Regions from separate parts of the Mus musculus genome. Here all the other regions are linked to region 2. Evidence: chromatin contacts called from public Hi-C and HiChIP or PLAC-seq data. All regions are on one chromosome and are shown on one strand. The core of a region is the stretch at or near the end of the contact, and the rest is flanking DNA. Distances in the headings are between cores, read along the strand shown. Region 1 holds the start of Ampd2 (adenosine monophosphate deaminase 2). Region 2 holds the start of Prpf38b (PRP38 pre-mRNA processing factor 38 (yeast) domain containing B). Region 3 holds the start of Psrc1 (proline/serine-rich coiled-coil 1).

Region 1 (3,534 bases), core at 254-2,753, 830 kb after region 2:
CAACGTGTGTTTCCCTTCCCTTCTCTTCTTCCAGGAAGCTGAGAGTTACAACTTGTACACCCTGGGGCTTTTCCTTTAAACTCTAATAAAATTATTTTTGAGTTAAAAAAAAAAAAAGACTTGTTAGAAGTGGATTACTGAGTCAAAACAGTGCAACTTATAGCGATACTTGATTTTATTTTGCCAAACGGTTCTTAGATTATATTAGTATTTACAGCCACATAATGCGTGCCCCAGCTCAGTACACCATCACCTGTATCCGATGCTTTTAGTGGTTCCTGTTTTGATATTTAAACGTAACGGTGTAAGAATAAGGTTCTCCTTGTTCTATTTTAGTCTGATTCTCTGTGAGCTGGATTCCCATAACCCACTGGTCTCCCAAGTTTATGGAGGCCACCTGTAGGGTTTTTTAAAAATTTGTATTTTCATCGTTTTTCTGCAATTCTGGGGTTTGCTTTCGCATGTAAGGCAGAGGGATACTGCCCCTGAGCTGACACCCCCAGCCTAAGGCAATAGTTTTTAAAGTTTGTTTTAGTATAGCGGATAGGAGACTCCCTAGAGGCCACATCAGATGCAGATAGAGATGGGGGATCAGGACTCAGAGTTCCAGTTGGGGAGAGGAGGGACTGAAAGCAGCTGGAGAGACTTCAGAGCAGCTGGGTGAGGGGGCAAAGACTCCCCCAGGGGAGAGGCGAGGGAAGGGACCAACTGCTGCTGATAAAGGGGAGGACTTTCCTTTTCAGGGTTCCTGTAGGTACAGGCTGCCCCTGGGAGGCAGGAATCCTTGTTTGAGAGGGTGTCTGTGGCCCTATTCAAACAGCCCAATTTCTCATAACCCACAAGGAGAAATCAGTGAGCTGGCCATAGTGATCCCAGGCCAAAGAAATCTTCCAGGAACACTGATTGGGAAGTAACTTACAGGCCAGGCACAAGTCTAAGCACTTATAATTATCTCCTTTATCTTCATCAGAGCGGGTGTAAGAGCCAAAGTTAACCAGTAAAACCCAGAGAGAAGTTCACCATCAGTCAGAAAGTAGGTGGAGATGTCTGAATTTGAACCTAGGCATTCTGGCTAGTCTAACGTCAACATAGAAATTAATGTGGGATGGTGAACCGGCTTTGAAGGGCACATCCTGCCTACCAATGACTGATAGAAGGAAATAGATTCAGGTGGGAATGCGGAGAATTCAAGGGCAGGGCTTCTGCTTGAAATGGATTCTGGGACCCTAATAATAGCTACCTGACTTTGTGCCAGACATTGTGCAAAGGGGATTTACCTTCAGTCCTCAGTAACTCCTTTCTTTGGATGGGGTGTTTCCATTGCCTCATCCCATCTTACTGATGAGGAAACTGACGCACAGAAATCGCCCAAGACCAAAGGGCCAAGCCAAGGCCAACCCTGGTCCGGAGGCTGCCCACGTGGCGTAAGGGAACTGGGAAAATGGTTGGGGCGTGGCCAGGAGGCCAAGAGGCGTGGCCGAACGGGGCGTGGCCGCGGACTTGGCGGGGCCTGGGGTACGCGAGATTGGCGCGCAGCCCGGAAGGTTTCGGCGGGGTCGCACCTGTTGCGTGACTCCCCCGTAGCCCGGCCACAGGAGCCGGATCCCTAATTGATTCCCAGAAAGTGGTGAAAGAACCCTAGGCGAATTCCGGGTCCGGTTTTCTGGGGAGCACGTGGCCTGTTTCCTCTTGAGTGCAGGCTTGGGGTCGCGACTCCGGGGTCTCCTGAGGTCAGTCTGGCCGCTGAAGTCGGCGGGAGTCCGCCCCCCGGCCAGCTGGCCATTTTGAAAACCTTGCCTTCCTTCCCGCTTCTCAGTGCGGGTGCAGGGGCCAGTGGCGCGACTTCGCCCCGGTGGGGGCCCTCTCCCCTCTTCAGCCCGGCTCCCTCGCTGTGCAGACTTTCGTAGGCTGCCTTCCTGGTCCACGCGGGACTTGGGCAGCATGGCCTCAGGTAAGTGTGTGGCGCGTGTGTGGTTGATAAAGGGACTCCAAGGCAGAGGTGCCTGGGTCGGGTGATAAGTGGGTGGGGGGTCTTGGCAATGCCTGCAAGACCTAGGGGACGTGAACGGCTCCTAGAAGGGTCCAAGGAAGCAGATCTTGAGTGTACAGGCAGAGCGACAGGTCAGAGTAGGCTGGGGTCTTTCCCATCGACCTCAGACAAGACCCAGCCTCCTACTCTTCCTGTCTTCCTAGGAGACAGCTTCTGCCGGTCAGTGGAATTTTCCCAAGACAGGCCCCTCCCTCCTGGGCTCGAATTCTCAGTTCTGCCTCCTCCCGGAGCTGGGCTGTCCCTAGAGCAGGGGTCAGATGGAGAAGAAAAGAGGGGGGCTCTGCCCCAGAGGCTCTGGGTTTTCATGAGTACCGTTGTTCCTTCCCTGGAGGAAATGGGTTTTGAGGTTGGAGCTCAGGCGGTATTCTTGCCTATTATTTTTCTCTCTGGCTGGCTGGACCAGCCTAGCCTGGACTTTGGCTTCTTTGCCTTGGAGCCTTGGCAAGGGATGAGGGTTCCCGAGGTGGGGTGAGGGTAGTAAAGAGCTTAGAGCTGGTGCTGCTCCATCTGTTTTCTCTGCATCCCGACCCCGGCCCTAGCCACCATCAGACAGGGCACTCTAAAGACTGGAGTGGGAAGAGAGGGATAAGGGGCAGGATGGAGGCCCCACTCCCCGAGGTTGCCTAGACAACATCAGAAATCGTGGCCAGAGCCTCTTCCGCCTGCGGGGCGCTGCTTCCTGCATCAGTCACTCCCGCTGGGGGCGGGGCGGAGGAAGGGGTTGGATGTGGGAGAGCTTGGCCCCAGCCGGTGAGGTTCCTCCGCTGTCGCCTTGGCCCCAGCCATGGCATCCTATCCTGGCCCAGGCAAGTCCAAGGCCAAATATCCCTTTAAGAAGCGGGCCGGCCTGCAAGCTTCCGCTGCCGCTCCAGGTGAGAGTTCTTGGTTTCAGGCATGGGTTCCCCTCCTCTTGTCCAGGCCACTGAGTGCCTCCGATAAGGTCCCCTTCTGCAGCACCCTCTCTGCAATGATGCCTCTCGACCTCGGTTCCCCGGTTCCCCGGCTGACTGGCTGACTTGATGGCGCAGGGAGGGAGGTGGGAGGGGGTGCCTGAGGTTTCCATGTCAGGGGTGCTGCCCTCCGTAACAAGGAGTGGGTGTGGATGTGGGTGCCCACGAGATGTATATGCACACGTGTCAGCTTGTGCAGATGCTAAGACTGCGTGTGAAGTGTATGTGAATGGAGTGGGGAGGGTGTGGGACTGACTGCGGACTGGCTACTCTGATTGGTACCAGGCAGACTCAGGCTAGACTTGCCTTTACTTATTCTTTCCAAGACCCTAGATCTAGAACTCCCTCCCTGGTGAGTGGGGTGGTGAGGTCTGACATATGGGGTCATGCATTGCTAACACCTACACAACCAGATTGCTAACACCTATTGCCAGTGTCCTTCCTGTTGGCTTGTTCCAGGCCTGTGTTGTGAATTTCTTCAGGAGAGTGGGGAGCCCTTGAAATGGCTGGTGGGCTATGTACGCTGCATCCTTT
Region 2 (3,115 bases), core at 495-2,994:
TTCCGAACCCAAAAGTTTCCAGGAAAGGACGACAGTATGCGACCAACGATTGGAGTTTGGCGATTCGCACGGCAGGCTGCTCACCTCATGGCATTCAGGAGCAGAGGAGCACTAATGGAATTATTCTGGCCATTGCTGAAGAATGGACTGAAGCCAGAAATAATGCAAGCAATACAAAGTAGACGTCAAGGTCATATTTAAAATTATGCATATGAACTATTTTTCTTTTTTCCAGTGATAGGGCTGAAACTCTTGCTTGCTAATGAAGTCTCTACCTTTGAGGAACATCCTCAGCCCCTAATGCTCATATCCATGAATGAGCACAGGAAAACACGTTTCTGTTGGGATTAAACCAACGTTGCCCATGCTAGCTAGGCACCTCGTCTACCATTAAACTACACCAATAGCCTGATTTTTTTTTAAGTCAGATTATTATACCAGTCTAGTCTTGGCCTCTTGATTGTTCTGCCTCAGTCTCTGGAATGTAAATTTCCTTTCAGACGTAGCCATCAAAACCAACCTAGCCTGATTTAAATACACACACACTATAAGGATGTGGGGTAGCCTTTGGTAAGCATTAAGTTCCTAATGTTTCATCCACACATTACAGACATTTTATTGCCACTACTCCCCACGAAGCACAGCTCCCAGCTTCTTGCCAACTGTGCTATTTTCCATCTCTAAGCCTGATTTTGCTTTCTATGCTTAAGCCATTCTTTGCTCAAATCAGGCTTATTAGATGGTAAATAGTAGATGATGGTCAAAGGCTCCAGCAGCCTCTTAACTCTCAAACACTATTAATCTTAAATTATTAGTACCTTTGAGAACAGATACCCTGATTACTTTCCCACCTTTTCTCCATCTCCATTCCTCACTCCCTTTTCTAAGGCCTAGCCCAGTGCAGCGGTACCATAGAACTAGCATCTCACTACATGTGGTAGCTCAGGACCCAAAATCCCAGTATCTCGAAGGCTGTGGCGTAAAGATTGTCTTGTGTTTGAGGCCAGCCTGAGCTACATGCTAGCCTCAGCTATAGTGTGAGACCCTAATTGAAAATTAAAAAAAAAAAAAAAAAAAAAAAAAAGGTGAGTCAATGGAAGCACTCCACGTAGGGTAGCAGATTTTATGTTTTTTGTTATTTTGAGATTGGATGTCTATGGAACTTGGCTTCAGAATCACAGACCCGTCTGCCCCTTCCTCCCCAGCACTGGAAATAAAGCGGGCGCCACCACACCCAGTTGAGAGTACTTTCTTTAAAGCTCACAACCCAGTTAAAATATTATCCTAATCTTAGGAGAAAAAAAATTTGGGGCCGTCTACGACTTCCGGTAGGACACTATTACCTCTGCGAAAGCCTCAAGGACTCTATCGGAGTCAATTCCCTGACTCTAGTCCTTTCTGGAGAATCTAACAAAATTAACTCATGAGACTTCGACCGCTCCGCAGGAGCAGTCACGCATCCGTCCAGAACACAAGTGTCACGAGACCCTCTTCCTGCCTCGAGAAAAATCAAGCAACGGATGCAAACTCTAAAACATAGCAACTGTGTCCAGACCCCCTTCCCCCTGGGCCAAAGTCCCAGGAGGAAGCCACCAGCCCGGCACACAGACCACCGGAGCCGAGCCAACACGCAACGACCTCGCGCAACCAGGAAGAGGAATAGCCTGCACACACGGGCGGCTCTGATTGGCCACGGCCTTAGCTCGAACGCCCGGGCGTATGGCGTCACTTCCGCTGGCCCCGCCATCTTGTTCCCAGGGGCAGTTGGCGGAAGAGATCGAGCTCCTCTGCTGCCCGTTCTGCTTTGCGTCCGGAGTTCTCCCCGCCTCGTTTTTGGCGTCCGTCTCGGGCCCGGGCTCCCGTGTGTCGGCGTCCCAGTTGCAGTTTCCCGCTCGGCTGGGGCACAACGCGGCGGGCTCCTTGCCCCGACGGCCTTCCATGGAGTAGGTCCGGGACCGTTGTCCCGAAGAGCGCGATCGAGCTTGGCCTCCCTCCTCCCGCCCGCCCTCCTTCCTTCCTGCCGCGGCACCATGGCCAACAACAGCCCCGCGCTGACCGGCAACTCGCAACCGCAGCACCAGGCGGCCGCGGCCGTGACCCAGCAGCAGCAGCAATGTGGCGGCGGCGGCGGCGCCACCAAGCCGGCGGTGTCGGGCAAGCAGGGCAATGTGCTGCCGCTGTGGGGCAACGAGAAGACCATGAACCTCAACCCCATGATCCTCACCAACATCCTGTCGTCGCCTTACTTCAAAGTGCAGCTCTACGAGCTCAAGACCTACCACGAGGTGGTGGACGAGATCTACTTTAAGGTACGCATCCTCTAGGCCGCGTGTCGGGGGTAAGTTCGCCAGAGCGGGGTGTCGGATACCGTGGATGCACCCCCTTTCCCTCCCTCCTGAGACCCGCGGATTTGGGGGAGGGGGAAAGTTGGCGGAGGGAGAAGTGAAGCTTGGGGCTGGTTTGGGACGGGTCGGGCTAGGGCCGCCCTCTTTTTTTCCTTTTCAGGTTTTGTTTTTTTTGTTTTGTTTTAATAGCCGGGCGAGCCCGCCACAATCGATCTTTAACCTACCCCAACCTCCTGCCTATCCCTAGGGAGCTGTTGGGCAAGAACTCTAGGGGAGAGGAGAAAAGTAATACCAGAAGCCTGTCCAAGTTCACCATTTTTTAAAAAAATGACTCCTTTTTACCTGTGTCGACTAAGCACTAACTCGGTGCTTCTGCCGCTGCCCCCCGGGCCAGCGGAATTACTGAAGTAATTACTTCAATGTCGGCCTCGTGCTCTTCGTTAAGCTCTCCAATCCCGACAGAAATTGGCCAGTGAGTGTGTCGGGTGGGCCGGGAGGGTTGAGGGTGGCGTGGAGTGCCAGGGCAAAAGAGGTGTACAGAAGGCCTGGAAATTTTTCCCAGCAGGAAGTCAGGAGTCGAAGGTGTCAGCCACCTGTGCGTTGGGCATAATTAGAATGCTCTGGGCCCTGGGCTTCTTTCTGCGGCAGGGTCGGTGCTGGCTTGGCTGTGCTGGGGAGCTCACCTGGCGCCTCCTCACTGCACTCTTGTCTCAGTTCTTGTTTCGTTAGCAGGATTGACTCAGTCTTGCAGCGAGGCTCGGAGCAGCCCA
Region 3 (3,161 bases), core at 6-2,505, 530 kb after region 2:
CCCAAGCTAAACCGCACACCCTGGAGGGCGGGAGCTACTTCATTTGGGTTACTCCGATGGGCGAGGCCCCGTCGAAGTGGTTTCTCTGGACTCACTAATACTGTTATGTCTTCTTCCTCATGACTGAAAAACAAATATGGCACCATGCTGGACAACAGCTAGCAGAAGGCATTCCTGTCGGCGAGTCGGGGACAATCCCCAACCCTGACTCCATTTTGGCCATGAGAACTGCTTTTAGGTGAGGAAAACTTAGTTCTACTCCCATTTTCTGAGACAATGTCTCAACTCTATAGCACAGAATGATCTCAAATTCAAAATCCCTCCTGCCTTCTCTCTCTCTCTCTCTGTCTCTCTTTCCCTCTCTCCCTCCCCCTCTCTGCACTCTAGTCTATCCTAGGAGTGTGGGGGTGGTTTGCAGGGCATGCCTCAACATGCCCAGGGACATTCATCTTTCATTTACATTTACCCCTAAATTTCCCTACAGCTTCTCTGTTCTCACCAGCATGTGTTCTAGAGGCCCAATTCTACCAGACTACTGCCATCAGAGGGTACCATACTCTGCTAGATTACCAACCACGGTTCTAGAGGCCCATAAGTTAGCAGTAAAGGGTTACAGATGTATTGCCGGAGGAAAATAATAAATGGATAAATAGGCTGGTACCTGTCAGATGGAGACAGCCCTCCGAAGTCCAAGGTCTCGTCCACAATGAACTTGATATCTGAAGGGATGAGAAGAATAAATGCCAGCTATCAGTTCTTGACAGACAGACTCTCAGGGGCCCGTTCCTCCCTCCATGGCTTCCTTACCCTCTTTCAGATCCTCCATGCTCAGCCAGCATAAGCGAGTCGGCTTAGACCTGAAAGAAAACATGCCTACCTCAGGTGTCTATCATCCTGCCTTAGGGCCCCATCAAGACTCGGAGTGCATTAGCTGGGGTGAAGAGGCATGGTGGTGGTAAAGCAGGATCAGCACGTGTCCCTGAAACTAGTCCGTTATATTAGGGAAAGGTGCAGAAAGCTCGACACCTGATGTGCAATCCGCCAACTTGCGCCCTGGCCTCTCCTCAGTCGGTCAGTCTTCACCTCCATCCTTACTATTATCCGAAATTTCGCTCCCCCCCTACCCCACCCATTTTCCACTCCGCGGCACCACATCCCCGCCACACCTCCAGCGCACACTCGGTTTCCACTCCCCACCTCGCTTCACAGTCTACGCAGGAAGCTTTTCTTCTACAATCTCCCAGTTCCCGGGAAAGGGCTCCCGAGGGGCGGAGCTTCGTTCGAATTTCTTAGGCTCCACCCAGTCCCGCCACAAACGCACAGCGATTGGTGAGTCCAAGGGGGCAGGGCTGAGTCGGGAGCAGTCGGGATGTCAGCCGGAGAAGATTGTCCCTTGGACCAAAGGGCACTTCCCAAAAAGGGTAGGGGGCTACAGCGGAACGGCGGGAGGAGCCGTGAGTGCGCGGTGGCGTGTACCGGAGCGCCTCCTTCTAACCGCGAGTCAGACAAGGGGAGAACTGTCGAACCAATGTAGGCTTGGAGCCCCGCCTCTTCCCCCACCTCCTGGATTCCAGCATCTGAGACTGGGTTTCCTTGCTGGGTTTCTCGCGTACTTGCAGAGACCACCAAATAGACCATCTCTCCAGCACTGGAGCCACAAGATTTCTTCATTTAGCATAAGGCCACTTCTCTGAGATATCTGGCATTTTTTTCTTCCTGCTTCAACCCCAACCCCCAAACGATGAGTATGAGCAGCTATTTAAGAGTTTAAATAAATAACAAAGAAGTCATTCTTCCAGGCAAACAGTAAGTAGTAATAATAATAAAAGATGTCAGAGCTGTGCTCCCTAAGTGCAAAAGGATTACCTATTGCTAAAGATCTTGTTCGTGTGAAGAATTTATTTCTTCGCCAGGATGCTGGAGATGTGTGCACTTTAATGGTGGGCCTGTAAAAGTTCAGCAAATAGCATGGTCTGGCGCATCCTTAGAGCACAGTCACTACCACCTTCTACCCTAGGCTTGCTTCAGGTTGGAAAGAAGCCTTTGCTGTTGTGAATGTTGTTGACTGGCTATGACCAGACCACTCCTCTCCATTCACTGATACACACACACACACACACACACACACCATCTGTTTCTTTTCCCTTTGTTTTTTGCTATTTTCTGAGACAGAGACTAGTGTAGCTCATGCTGGCCTTTGAATTCACCATATAGCCAAGGATGACCTTGAAGTCCCGACCCTCCTGCCCCTACCTCCCAAGTGCTGGGACTAAAGGCCTGTGCCACTCTACTCTAGGACCATCCTCTGAGACATCTGCAAACATCTGCAAGCATCTTCAGGAGTTCTGTTGCGCCTGCTTCGGAAAGACCATCACAGCTGGGCCTGTGGACGGTTTACCTTCCGTCATAGAAGGAGGAGGTGGGACAGAAGGTCACGGGACCTTCACCTGAGTATGCAGCCGTCCCTCTCAACCAGCTGTATGCAATTCTGTCCTAACTGCAGATGGTTTGGGGGAAGGGGCTAGAGGATAGAAGTGGGAAGAGGCAAGGGGAAGTCTCCTTAGGGAAGTCACCAGAGCTGCTTCAAGGTCATCCGTGCCTACACCCCTAACCCACTGCTCTGTAAGTAAGCTTATCTTATCGAGTTCATTGGTTCCTCTGCATAAACTCTGGGTGGGGGATTCCTCCTGTTGTTTGACTTTGGGGAGGTAAGAGAAGGTGTAGACAAGGTGGTTTATGTCTCTCCCAGGGAAGACATTTTAGCAGCAGCCACCAAACCTGGCTTTATCTAACAATTTCAAACCGGTGTTCCCTAAGGACAATAGATTGGCTAATTGTCTTCTCAGTTTTCCCAAGGCTGGCTTGGAAGTAGTAAGGCTTTAGTTGGGTAAGGAGCTAATTTACGACATATGGTAGCTATCATCACGTGGAAGCTGTACTCTCCCAGAACTTCAGTGAGAAAGAGGCAGAGTAGTTTCAGCGTCAAAGTGAAAGTAGATCTCTTTGGTTTGAAGAAAAAAAGCCTTTGGATTTTCCTGAGCCAATCAACATCCCTTTTCTTCTCAAAGGAAAAAAAAAGTGGCCTGATATTCGCCCCCCCCCCCCAAATCCTGAAATATTTTCTCTTTTAAGCTCATTTTTTCCAACCCAGAGTGTCTGGT

What was found. A called contact is a pair of places that touch in the nucleus more often than the background predicts. HiChIP or PLAC-seq counts read pairs in DNA pulled down with a chosen protein or histone mark.
Region 1: an H3K4me3 HiChIP or PLAC-seq map of bone marrow-derived macrophages shows a contact between it and region 2, with 7 times the contacts expected there. The contact joins the promoter of Ampd2 here to the promoter of Prpf38b in region 2. A contact is called at or near these places in 3 of 115 datasets of contacts at active chromatin or transcription factors (bone marrow-derived macrophages, memory CD8 T cells and microglia).
Region 3: a Hi-C map of pre-B cells shows a contact between it and region 2, with 4 times the contacts expected there. The contact joins the promoter of Psrc1 here to the promoter of Prpf38b in region 2. A contact is called at or near these places in 2 of 39 promoter capture datasets (neural stem cells and pre-B cells), 3 of 484 Hi-C or Micro-C datasets (CD4 T cells, embryonic stem cells and pre-B cells) and 1 of 115 datasets of contacts at active chromatin or transcription factors (memory CD8 T cells).

Annotation. Positions count from the first base shown.
Region 1 is chr3:108,084,635-108,088,168 of GRCm38.p6, reverse strand. Ampd2 (adenosine monophosphate deaminase 2) reads left to right here and starts at 1,503. Exons shown (of 18, transcript NM_028779.5): 1 at 1,503-1,951. The coding sequence starts at 1,942. It overlaps Gm12500 (predicted gene 12500), which reads right to left and starts at 2,193. Exons shown (of 1, transcript NM_001358018.1): 1 at 158-2,193. The coding sequence starts at 1,943. The coding sequence ends at 1,326. It also overlaps a transcript of Gnat2 not described here.
Region 2 is chr3:108,910,358-108,913,472 of GRCm38.p6, reverse strand. It overlaps Prpf38b (PRP38 pre-mRNA processing factor 38 (yeast) domain containing B), which reads left to right and starts at 1,744. Exons shown (of 6, transcript NM_025845.3): 1 at 1,744-2,309. The coding sequence starts at 2,031.
Region 3 is chr3:108,381,932-108,385,092 of GRCm38.p6, reverse strand. Psrc1 (proline/serine-rich coiled-coil 1) reads right to left here and starts at 1,255. Exons shown (of 8, transcript NM_019976.3): 1 at 1,167-1,255; 2 at 808-857; 3 at 662-719; 4 at 1-123. The coding sequence starts at 826. Gm12522 (predicted gene 12522) reads left to right here and starts at 1,352. Exons shown (of 3, transcript NR_040560.1): 1 at 1,352-1,806; 2 at 2,297-2,622.